Linked DNA regions of Macaca mulatta: region 1 is linked to region 2. Evidence: chromatin contacts called from public Hi-C data. All regions are on one chromosome and are shown on one strand. The core of a region is the stretch at or near the end of the contact, and the rest is flanking DNA. Distances in the headings are between cores, read along the strand shown.

Region 1 (5,064 bases), core at 540-3,039, 170 kb before region 2:
AAAATGAAATAAATTCTCCACCTCCTGATTAGAGATTGAAAGTGGCACATAAAAGAGCATTAGAAATCAATCAATATAGGGTTTTATGACTGTATATGATAAAGATGTTTTAAAAAAAACTCATGCAGCCATTTACATGCGCAGTTGTTACTCAGAAACTAATACACAGTGATGCGATCAACATAACCACTTTACCATCAATAAAATCCTTCACACCTCTTTAAAGCCCATTATTACTGTTGATATCAATCTGCCAAGATGCTTGAGGACTAAATTCTACTATAAAATGCACCAGTAAATTTCGCTGTTTACATTAAGAGTAGCACCTTTTCACAAATACTAATCCAGAGATCCACTGCCTTGGTACTAAAATTCTCCAGTACTTGAGAAAGCAGTCTTTAAGGCAAGTAATAAAATGGTTGTCTTAACTTGACATTCTCAGCAACCAAGATTGAAACAACTCTAATATTTACATATAACCAGGGGGATCAACATCTTTGTTTAAAAAAAAAAAAAAAATTCACCGAAAGAGAGGAAATGGAGTTGGGGTGATGGGTGATGATCACCCTCTAAACAGAACAATCCCAGAGCTAGGTCCATTCTCCTAACATTGGCGTAAGGAGGGAGTGGGAAGACCAAAGTCACAGGAACCCACCTACTATACTGATCTCAGCACAACCGGCCCAGCCGCTCACTGAGGGAGGGTGTGCTCCAGAGACCTACACAAAAACTTGGGTACACATTAATGCCCACAGTAACTTCTTTAATGCTGCCGTTAGATTTGTGCCAAGCCAATTAATCACCCAATTCGTTTATTTGGCTTTACAGCTTTTGAATATTGAATGAAAGAATTTAAAAGTGTGGAACAAAAGTCTTTGTGTTTTGGCCAAAGTATACTTAAGCTATATTTAGAAGGAAATGTGTGTGTATATTTCTCTTTTATTAAAACACTGCATAGGGACCCTTCCTTAGCCAAACATCCTTGTTTTGTTTATTTTAGAAATACTACAAAATTTATTTGCATTACTTAAACATATGCAATACATTTTGGGAAATCTTGAAAAGATGGAAAAGGCTTATTAAGTGATGGGGGGCAACATAGTTGCTTTGTTTTGTTTTAATGTACTCAGTATATTCGGCTTTCGGGAAAAAATGCAAACCCTGGAAGTCATTCCAAACAGTTGGAAACTCTTCCTCTTAAAGTAAATCCAAGGGCTCAAAAAATAAATATTCAAGAGCATTAATTTGTTTCTAGATGTGTGCGTGCAAGTAAAACAGCAGTCATAATGTGGAAATTTCAGTCACATTTTGCAACTAATTGGAAGCAGATTAGAATTCTGCCTCAGGGGAACGTTGTCAAACTAGAAGCTGGAGCAAATGAAGAAAGAGGTGAGGGCGTCGTGAAGAGCTGACAGATTTACAGCGCTCAGGGCCATAAACGGGTCCCCGGCGGGAAGAAGGGCGCGTCCCCGGCTGCACGCCCCCGCCGCCCCGTCGGGAGCGCGCAGCCCCGGGCCCGAGGTGCCAGCGGCCACGCCCCCAAGAGCCCAGGACCCTCCATCTGCTCCCATAGCGAAAACAATAAACGGACCTGCTGAAGTGCGAATGATAAGATAGAAAACCTGCACACTGATAAACTGGAGGATGCAAAAGTCAAAGGGAGAGAAGGCTTCTTTATTTTAAGAATGGGGGAAGGGAAGAGCAAAAGAAAGCAGATTGTGGAGGATAATACAGCAATGGAGTAATGTTTAGAAACAGCTGCTCGCTTTCTACTTCAGTGTCTGGCATCTGCTGCGGCATCATGGGAAAGGCTGTTGAAAGATTTGGGCAAGGAATGTAAATGGAGACAATTGACCAAATGGAGTTGGATGCGGAGAGGCTCAATTGCTCTGTTTTAACATCATGTTGCTCCCTTTTGGGAGCAGAAACAAACAATATTACTTAACTCAAATTACACCTTCAGAGAAGTTTAAAGATTTGGGAATACGAATCGCTTTTCAATTACTGAAGATGTCAAACGATATAGGGGGATAAAATCTAGTTGCAGCCTCCACTTCTCAAAAGTGTTGAGCTCATCTTCCACACATCTTCACAGAAGCTAAATGGAAGTAGCTTCCTCTGTGTTTCAATTATTTTGAAAAAAAAGATGTTTAATCACCACTGCTTACTTCTTAACTGGCTCAAGGGATAGTTTCTATTTGTTGTGCCTATTTTCCCCTTCGCTGCAAAGATTCAGCTCTAATTTCATTTCCATCACAAAAGAACTGGCAAATAACTAAAGCACGGGAACACATAACTACAGTGCTGCTGTGCTAGTCATAAGCCTATAATAAAGCACAGATTTGATAGTATTATCCATGTACTGTGGTGAACCACACACAAATAAACAGTTCTCCATGAAGAATGAAAACCCAAGGCTTCAACCCTTCCAGTTCAAACATTTTTGTTGTTTTTAACATGAGCCATCCATAAAATCAGTCAAGGAAGTGACAGGAAATCCAGAAGTAATCTGGCCTGGCTATGCACACTTCGGAAAAAAAAAAGTTAGAAGATGCTTTCCAACTCATCCTGATGATGTTTGAGGTGAAGAATGGATAAAACTGTAAAATCTAGGCACAAAAACAAAAGGTACTTTTATGCCAGCTGAATTCAAACATATGATGAGTGTAGTTTAAAAATTTTTTTTTTTTTTAAAAAGTACATTTCCTCCAGCGTGGGGAAAATTTTCTAACCTAACTAGGAACAACTTAGACACAATCTTTGAACCTTCAGTGACTAATGCGAAGGACAAAAAGGTGTACCGAAAGCGGCCAGAGGGCCAGATGTGCTTTCCTAAGAAACTAAACCAGGAGTTTTCTTTAATCAAAAGGACAAACAGTGACTTCCAGGAGTTTATGAAAGTGTGACCAATTGGAACTTTGTCGTCTGTTGCTAATTGAGGCATATAAAAGAGTCCACTTCTTAAAACATACTACAAACACTTTTTTAAAAATTCTCTGCCACATGACAAAAACCAGAATCGAGTTGACTGGTAGAAGATCAGCGCAACCAAAGACCAAGCTATTATTTCAAACTGTCAGGGGAAGGCAGTAAAATTGCTACCAGGTCTCCTTAAGTTACCCTTCAATAAAAAGAAGCCATCAGGGAAATAAGAGGAAAAGAAAACACATCAAAACCTTAAAAGTCCCTTTAAGTAAAATTATTCGTCTGTGGCACCATGCCATCTGCTCTCTGGTTAACATAATAAGCCAATTCCACAACCTAAATATCTGCTTTCTGAAATCATTATGTACAACACAAAATATAATCCATATATTTTTACTTGCTTTTTAAACTGTAAAAGCTACATTCATGTGGCATTATTGGAATATGCCTAAATGTCCCTGTAGACACATTTTTCTTAAGGTGCTAGCTGACAATGAGGCTTCCCTGGAGGCAGAAAGCTCAGTGGTTGGGCTGGAATAGTCACAGTGAATAATAATCAAACTAGGTCGGGGGGTGGAGATGAGAAAGAAGAGAGAGTGGCTTTGAAAAACCCACAGAAGTATTTGTTCATCATTTCAAACCTATTTGTTCTAACCGAAACACCCTTTCCTTTGTGTTCTCTATTACAATTATATATATTATATAAAAAGGTATATATTAGACCTTTAAGTTTTCATTTAGTTTCACTGGGGAGAAAAGCCTTCTGAATACCAGATGGGATCCCTGTGGTTCAAAGCCTAGTGACCTAGCAAAATACAAGTATTTGCTTTGTGATCATTTCAGTTCTTAAGGCAAAACCCATCATCTTTTCTACTACATTCCCAAAGGTATTTCTAAGCAAAATTTAGCAAATATGCAAAATTCAGCTTTAGGAGCAAAGTGCCAAGTCTCACCCTCTTGCATATCCTTTGAGCTCTCAAAATAACATTACAAACAGCCCAACTGCTGGTCAATCAACTATGAATAGTTTAACAACCTTTCATTCAGTTGCAAAGGCTTTGTTCCCATTGCCAAAACCTTGAGCTTAAATTAAAAAGAACTTAAGACAGGGAGCAAGTAGTCACTAGTGAAACTGCAGTTGGGAGAAAGAATTAGACACAGAGGCAGAGGTCCATATACTCTGCAGCACAGTTGAACGTAAAACCAACAGTGACCATTTTTTAGAGAATAAAGCTCATACTAACTAAATACTCCCAATCCAACATCTGTATATGCAGTTACAACATTTATATACACACACCTATGAAACACCAGTTACAGGGCACCAATATCATACACATATTACTTACTCTCTAATGACAACCTAAGTCATCACTGAGGCAAGGAGCTCGCCTGTTTTCCAACCCTTTAATCTTCAATGACTGCATTAGGAGAGGAGAGTATTATGATCATTTATCAACAAGAATCCTAGTGAAGAAGGGTTATTTTCCCTAAGATGTTGCTAACAAGGAGAGTCCAGTATTTCCTTAGTTCTGACTTCCGTATGACACAGGAATGTAATACAAGTAATTCAGGAATAAACTATTTTGTATTCAAGCAAAACCCTTGATGTTCAGATCGCTGGCAAGTTCAGAGTGCTGGCAATCAAAACTATGTTGCGCTGCAGAAGTTACTATGAAAAACTTCCAGTGCTTAATATTAGAGAATAGAATAACATGATCCTGCCATCTCTTCTACACCTCTAGAGTGTGTTCAACATGGCAATTATCTTCGTTCAAGAAGACAGAGTTTAAACTGCACTGAAACTCAATTATACTCATGACTTTTGAAAACATACACTCCAAAAGTCAGACTTCATCACATTCAAATCATTGCACAAAATCTTATGAAACAGATTTTATGCCCCTCCCACAAGACATCTTCAAGCATAAAAATGACTTATTTTCAGCTCTGTACCCACTTTTTCACTTTATTAAAGTAGAGAGATGGCTGAGCAATGCTGAAAGACAAAGAAGGATCTCAGCTGATAAAAACAATTCAATGTGCAGCTCCCCCACACGTCATTACCCAGGCAGCCTAGAACTGCCACCACATTAAAAAACAAGATCACACACTTGTTAACAAAAAACACATTACTTT
Region 2 (5,084 bases), core at 740-3,239:
GCCTCAGGGCTAGCGCTGGACAAATAGGGCAAAGTAGGCACCTGAAGCCAAAACACGCACAGTGGCACGAATGTGAAAATGTTTTAATGGTGGTATTTTTAGGCAGAGGCAAAATACAGAGAGCTGGCCAAAGTCCTGTCTGCTGAAACCTCTGCTGGTTTTTACAGAGAGTTACTGCTGGGATTGGGATAGAATACCTAGGATCTCTACCATGAAGCTGCCCAGTTTAATAATTTTCCCAAATTGCAACTGTGTAGTAACATTTGTGACTCAGTCATTTAAACTGGCCTGTTGGCCGGGCATGGTGGCTCATGCCTGTAAGCCCAGCACTTTGGGAGGCCTAGGCGGGCAGATCTCCGAGCTCAGGAGTTCGAGACCACCCTGAGCAACATGGTGAAACTCGTCTCTATCAAAAAATACAAAAATTAGCCAGGCTTGGTGGCGGGCACATGTAGTCCCAGTTACTATGAAGGCTGAGGTGGGAGGATCTCTTGAGCCTGGGGAGGCTACAGTAAGATGTGAACACGCATTCTAGCCTAGGCAACAGAGGGAGACCCTGTCGTAAAAATAAATAAATTAATAAACTAGCTTGTGTGCTGGCACAGAAAGATAGACCAACATTGCACAGAGTTGTGACTTGGATGATAAAGGTGACAAAGTAAAATGCCTGTAAGAAAGGGTGATTACCTCATGACACGATCAGTTACAGGCCCACCAGGATGTTTCCAGAAGAGTCGGGCAACTTGTAGGCATTCTTGATTATTACTTTCTGATGGATTACTTTTATAGTATTGGAAATTTCGTGTATGTAGAGGTCCATAACATTTTTGGCCTGTTTCTATTTGTAAATACGATTTGCAATCTGACCATTCAAGCTGTGCAAATTCTGTATGATAATGATTTTAATTTAATGCCCAGATTCTTCATTGCTTTGGGAATACTGTACTTGCTAATTGAAAGGTCATTACACCATTACATATATATTATTCCTCTTTCCCATTGTAGCTGATTTTCTCCTTGTTTGCATTGTCTTAGAAAAGAAACATTCGCAAGCAGGAAGTAAGCACTTACTTCTTTTAACTTATGACAGATTTTGTAGATTTAATTGTTAAAATTTCAGATAATGGTAAAGTTTGGTGTTTTATTTTTGTGTTTAAAAATAAAAAGACAATTAGGCTAAATTTATAAAAGGAAAAAATGTGATCATATCTTGGTTTCTCAAATCTCTTTTGCTAGAAATTATTTTTAACAGAGACATTAGGAGAAAGAGCTCTTCCCAAATATAAAACTAAAATATGAACTGTTGACATTTCCTCCACCTCCTCCACCCCCATTTTCTACGGAAATATCATTTATAGGCTGCTAGAAGCCAGCTTTTAGTCACAGTGTTTTCAATAGTAGAAGTGATTAAAATACACTTATTGCCTTGGTCTGCTTTATCTCTAAACTGATAAGATTTCTGAAAGCTATTTAACTGTCATGTGAATCATTAACTTCATTACGTTTACGGAGAATTTGTTATCTCCCCTGCGTCTTGGGGACATGGATCCTTCATCAGCAACCTGGATGGTGCTGAGTGTGATGCAGGTAATGTACCTGCACAATTTATTCGTGTCCGGTAGAGTTTTAAATCAGGATGTTGACTGTAGTGTTGTTCACTTAATGAACTTCCATGCACTGCTTCCTGAAAACCCTTTTATGGTTTCTGTTGGCTCCATATGGCATTCTGATGAGCTTACACTTCTCCTTAAGTGCTTCTGTATCAGAAAACAAGAGCAAAGCTGAAACAAAGTGAGTCATCTGGTTTTGTCTTTGCTTTCACTGCATGAGATAATGTGGAGGTGTTAATTACAAGACTTCACTGAGTCTTGACTAATAACAGTGTGCAAACAAATGTATGTCAGGCTCAGCCACAGAAAAGCTTCTACTAATAAGGTAAAACTAGCAATTAGAGCTGACAATGAAGTAATACTTTCCGTTGAATATTCATTAATGACGTTCTTGTTTGGGAGAGGGGAGGCTTCTGATTGTTCAGATGGAAACCTAGAATAGGAGCTCTGGTCATTCCTTTTAAATGAATTAAATACCATGTGGTGAGCCAGCATACTGGATTAATTCCCTTTTGTACTAATGCACTGACCCTTTGCTTCAAAGGCAGTGCCTGGATGGCCGCTAAGATTCTTCAATCTGTGACCTTGGCTTAGTAGGGACAAACCGAATTCCCAGAAAGAGAAAAATGATAGTGACCATAGAACATCACTAACAACGTGCTGGAAATACTACATGTTTTATTGAAATTCTTCACTGCAGCTCCTAGGGTTGTAATAATAAAAAGTGGGTTCACCTCACCTAACCTAACTCATATCACTTAGTCTACTTTTCTCTTTCCACTCCCCTCCCTTTCCTTTCCTTCTCTTCCCTTTCCCCTTCCATTCCCTTCTCTTTTTTTTCTTTCAGGAAGCAGTTTGACATACATGGTATAATATGAAATACATTTGGTCTATGTCCCTGGTTTCTGTCTAGAGCTCCTAAACCCCCTGGCATTTCCTGAGTGATAGGAGTATCTTTCGTTGTTCATAATAAGTCCCTTTGATAATTCCTGAGTTTATGCTAATGATTACTTAGGGTAGGGCCCCTAGATAGCCTCAGGATGGGGCCAGATACCAGAAAGACCAGGTGATTAGAGGATTAGGGGTTTGGAACTTTCAGCCCTACTCATGTATCTGTGTATCTCTGGGAAGGAGAGGGCTTGAGGTCACGTTCTATAAAAACTCTTGAACAGCACGATTTGATGAACTTCCAGGTTGCTAAACATGTGGAGGTATTCGTGGAAGCTCCATGCCACTTCCCCCATACCTCGCCCTATGTATCTCTTCATCTGGCATTTCATCTGTACCCATTATAATAGTGTTTATAATAAGCCAGCAAATATAAGTGTTTCCCTGAGTTCTGTGAGCCATGCTAGCAAATTAATTGAACCCAAGCAAGGGGTTGTGGCTATAGCCAGTTGGTCAGAAGTATGAGTGGCCTGGACTGCTGATTGGCATCTGAAGTTGGGGGCAGTCTTGTGGGACTGATCCCTTAACCTGTGGGATGTGACATTGTCTCCAGTTAGATAGTGTCAGAATTGACTTGAATTATAGAACGTCCAGTTGGTGTCCAGTGGAGAACTGCTTGGTGTGGGGAAAAATCCTCACATATCCAGTCACAGAAGAGTTCTGTGTTGAGTGTGTTAAAGTGTGCCCCCAGCTGACAGACAAAATGGACTCCCTATGGCTAACTAAGGTGCTCAAAATTAAAACAGAATCAAGTGGCCATTGCTGGATGAGGGTCACATACTCTGTGTTCTTAGAAAGATGTTGTGAAAGTGCCATAGGACCTCCTTTTCTGCAATCAAAACAAACCAGTTACTGTTGTCCTGTATTCCATGCCAAGATAAACTGTGGCTGGAATTCTCCCCATCCCAACACCCCATAGCTAGAAATATCTGACAGAGACTTCTCATTTGGGGCTTGGAAACCACATCATCAGGGCTTGACTCTTTTGACCAATCAGACCTGAACAAGTTTGAATCCTTCATTTGCATAAAATAGACCTAATTGAGAACCAGGGTGAGAACTTTCGCTGTCTAAGCTGGACCTTCCCTTTGATCTTTGGAGAGCACAATCTCACTTGTACTGAAGGCTGTGCCTCCCCAGTCTGCAGGTTATTGTTACAGAAGATACAGCTCTCTCTTTTCCTCCAAAGATCTCATGATCCTTTGTTAACAAGTGTGAGGTTAGAGTAGGGAAAAATGGTTTGTGTTTTTTCTTTTACAATGTTTCTTTGAGCACACGAGAGCCTCTGCTTTCACACCAAAAAGAAGCCTTCCAGAAACGGAAACGTTAGGTATCTGTGGCTCTTTCATATGTGACATTATTTCCGAAACGTGATGACAAACAAGTTATACTATCTGAATAATGTATATCATTTTAGCATGTCAGTGAAGATGCCAAATGAGAGATTCTCCTCATAAAAACATTTCATTTAGGTGGTCTTTAATCGTTCTGTATGTATGTGGCGAAATATAAAGGGAATGTATTTTTTGGATGGGACCAATACAAAATCTTCCATCAGAATAAATCCTTAAAATGTCCGAATTTTAGAATGGCTCATGACCTATGTGAAATAAAACAATCTTCCGTTTCACTCTCTTGACAGCCAAAATCCTGATGTGGTGGAAGTGGCCCTGTGCCCAGATTAAAAAGCCACAGTCTCAGACTTCTTTGTAGTTAGAGATGGGCACATAACACACATCTGGCCAATGGTATGTAAGAGGAAGTTACTTAGAGCTACTTGAAATAGAACAGAAGTAGCTCTAGGTGCACATTTTGCTCTTGTGTGTTCTCCTGTAGTCACTGGAACCAACTGGCAATGGATCATGAGAGAAAGGTGAAGAGAATCGTCAAGTTAGCAGTGACAGTCCTCTGGGCTGTCTTTATGTAAGCCGCCCACCCCCTACTCCAACACATACACACACACATTGCTCAAGCCACTAATTTTCAGGTATCTGTTTTGCACAGCCAAATGTAATTTCTAACTGAAAAAGAATATGGTATCACAACTGATCAGAATTGCGGGAAGAGGTTTTCAAGTAATAGAATATAAAATGTCTCATTTCTGTAATGGAAGAGGTGGAATAGTGAAGGCAGTTATCGCAGGCAGGCAGGTAAAAGCAGGTGATTGTATTAAATGGGGCAAAACATGGTTGTAGACTCTAGGAAAACAGTGCACTGACTCACACACAGAATGCTGGCATTTGCTGGACTTCCTTGTTGCTTTTAATAAGACCCTCAGACAGAGACTACCTTATTCAAGAGACACACAGAATACAAAACAGATATGGAATAAAATATACTACTGAGATAGGTACTTTTGCTCAAGTCCTGCAATCTAAGTTGTTTGAGAATTCCGAAAGTTGGAGCCTTTTATTTGCTGGGATATATGTTTGACCATTGGAAAAGAAACCCAAAATACCATGTGTGGGAAAATAGAAGCTTAGTTCTCTCTTAGTAATAGTCTAGGTATAAGCAGGTCAGGCCTGG

Evidence for each region. A called contact is a pair of places that touch in the nucleus more often than the background predicts.
Region 1: a contact with region 2 is called in a Hi-C map of fetal cortex germinal zone, with 4 times the contacts expected there. The contact joins two enhancer-like sites. A contact is called at or near these places in 3 of 14 Hi-C or Micro-C datasets (cortical neurons, fetal cortex germinal zone and fetal cortical plate).

The regions. Positions count from the first base shown.
Region 1 is chr6:133,663,877-133,668,940 of T2T-MMU8v2.0, forward strand. All of the region lies in intron 2 of ZNF608 (zinc finger protein 608), which reads right to left. Among named protein-coding and RNA genes, the nearest start is that of ZNF608, 12 kb to the right of the region's middle. Within about 2 kb of position 1,790, at least 8 of the 40 cell types and tissues checked have an H3K27ac peak or open chromatin away from gene starts, as enhancers often do. A contact at or near this core is called in fetal cortex germinal zone, where this site is marked.
Region 2 is chr6:133,834,877-133,839,960 of T2T-MMU8v2.0, forward strand. No RefSeq gene overlaps it. Among named protein-coding and RNA genes, the nearest start is that of ZNF608, 160 kb to the left of the region's middle. Within about 2 kb of position 1,990, at least 4 of the 40 cell types and tissues checked have an H3K27ac peak or open chromatin away from gene starts, as enhancers often do. A contact at or near this core is called in fetal cortex germinal zone, where this site is marked.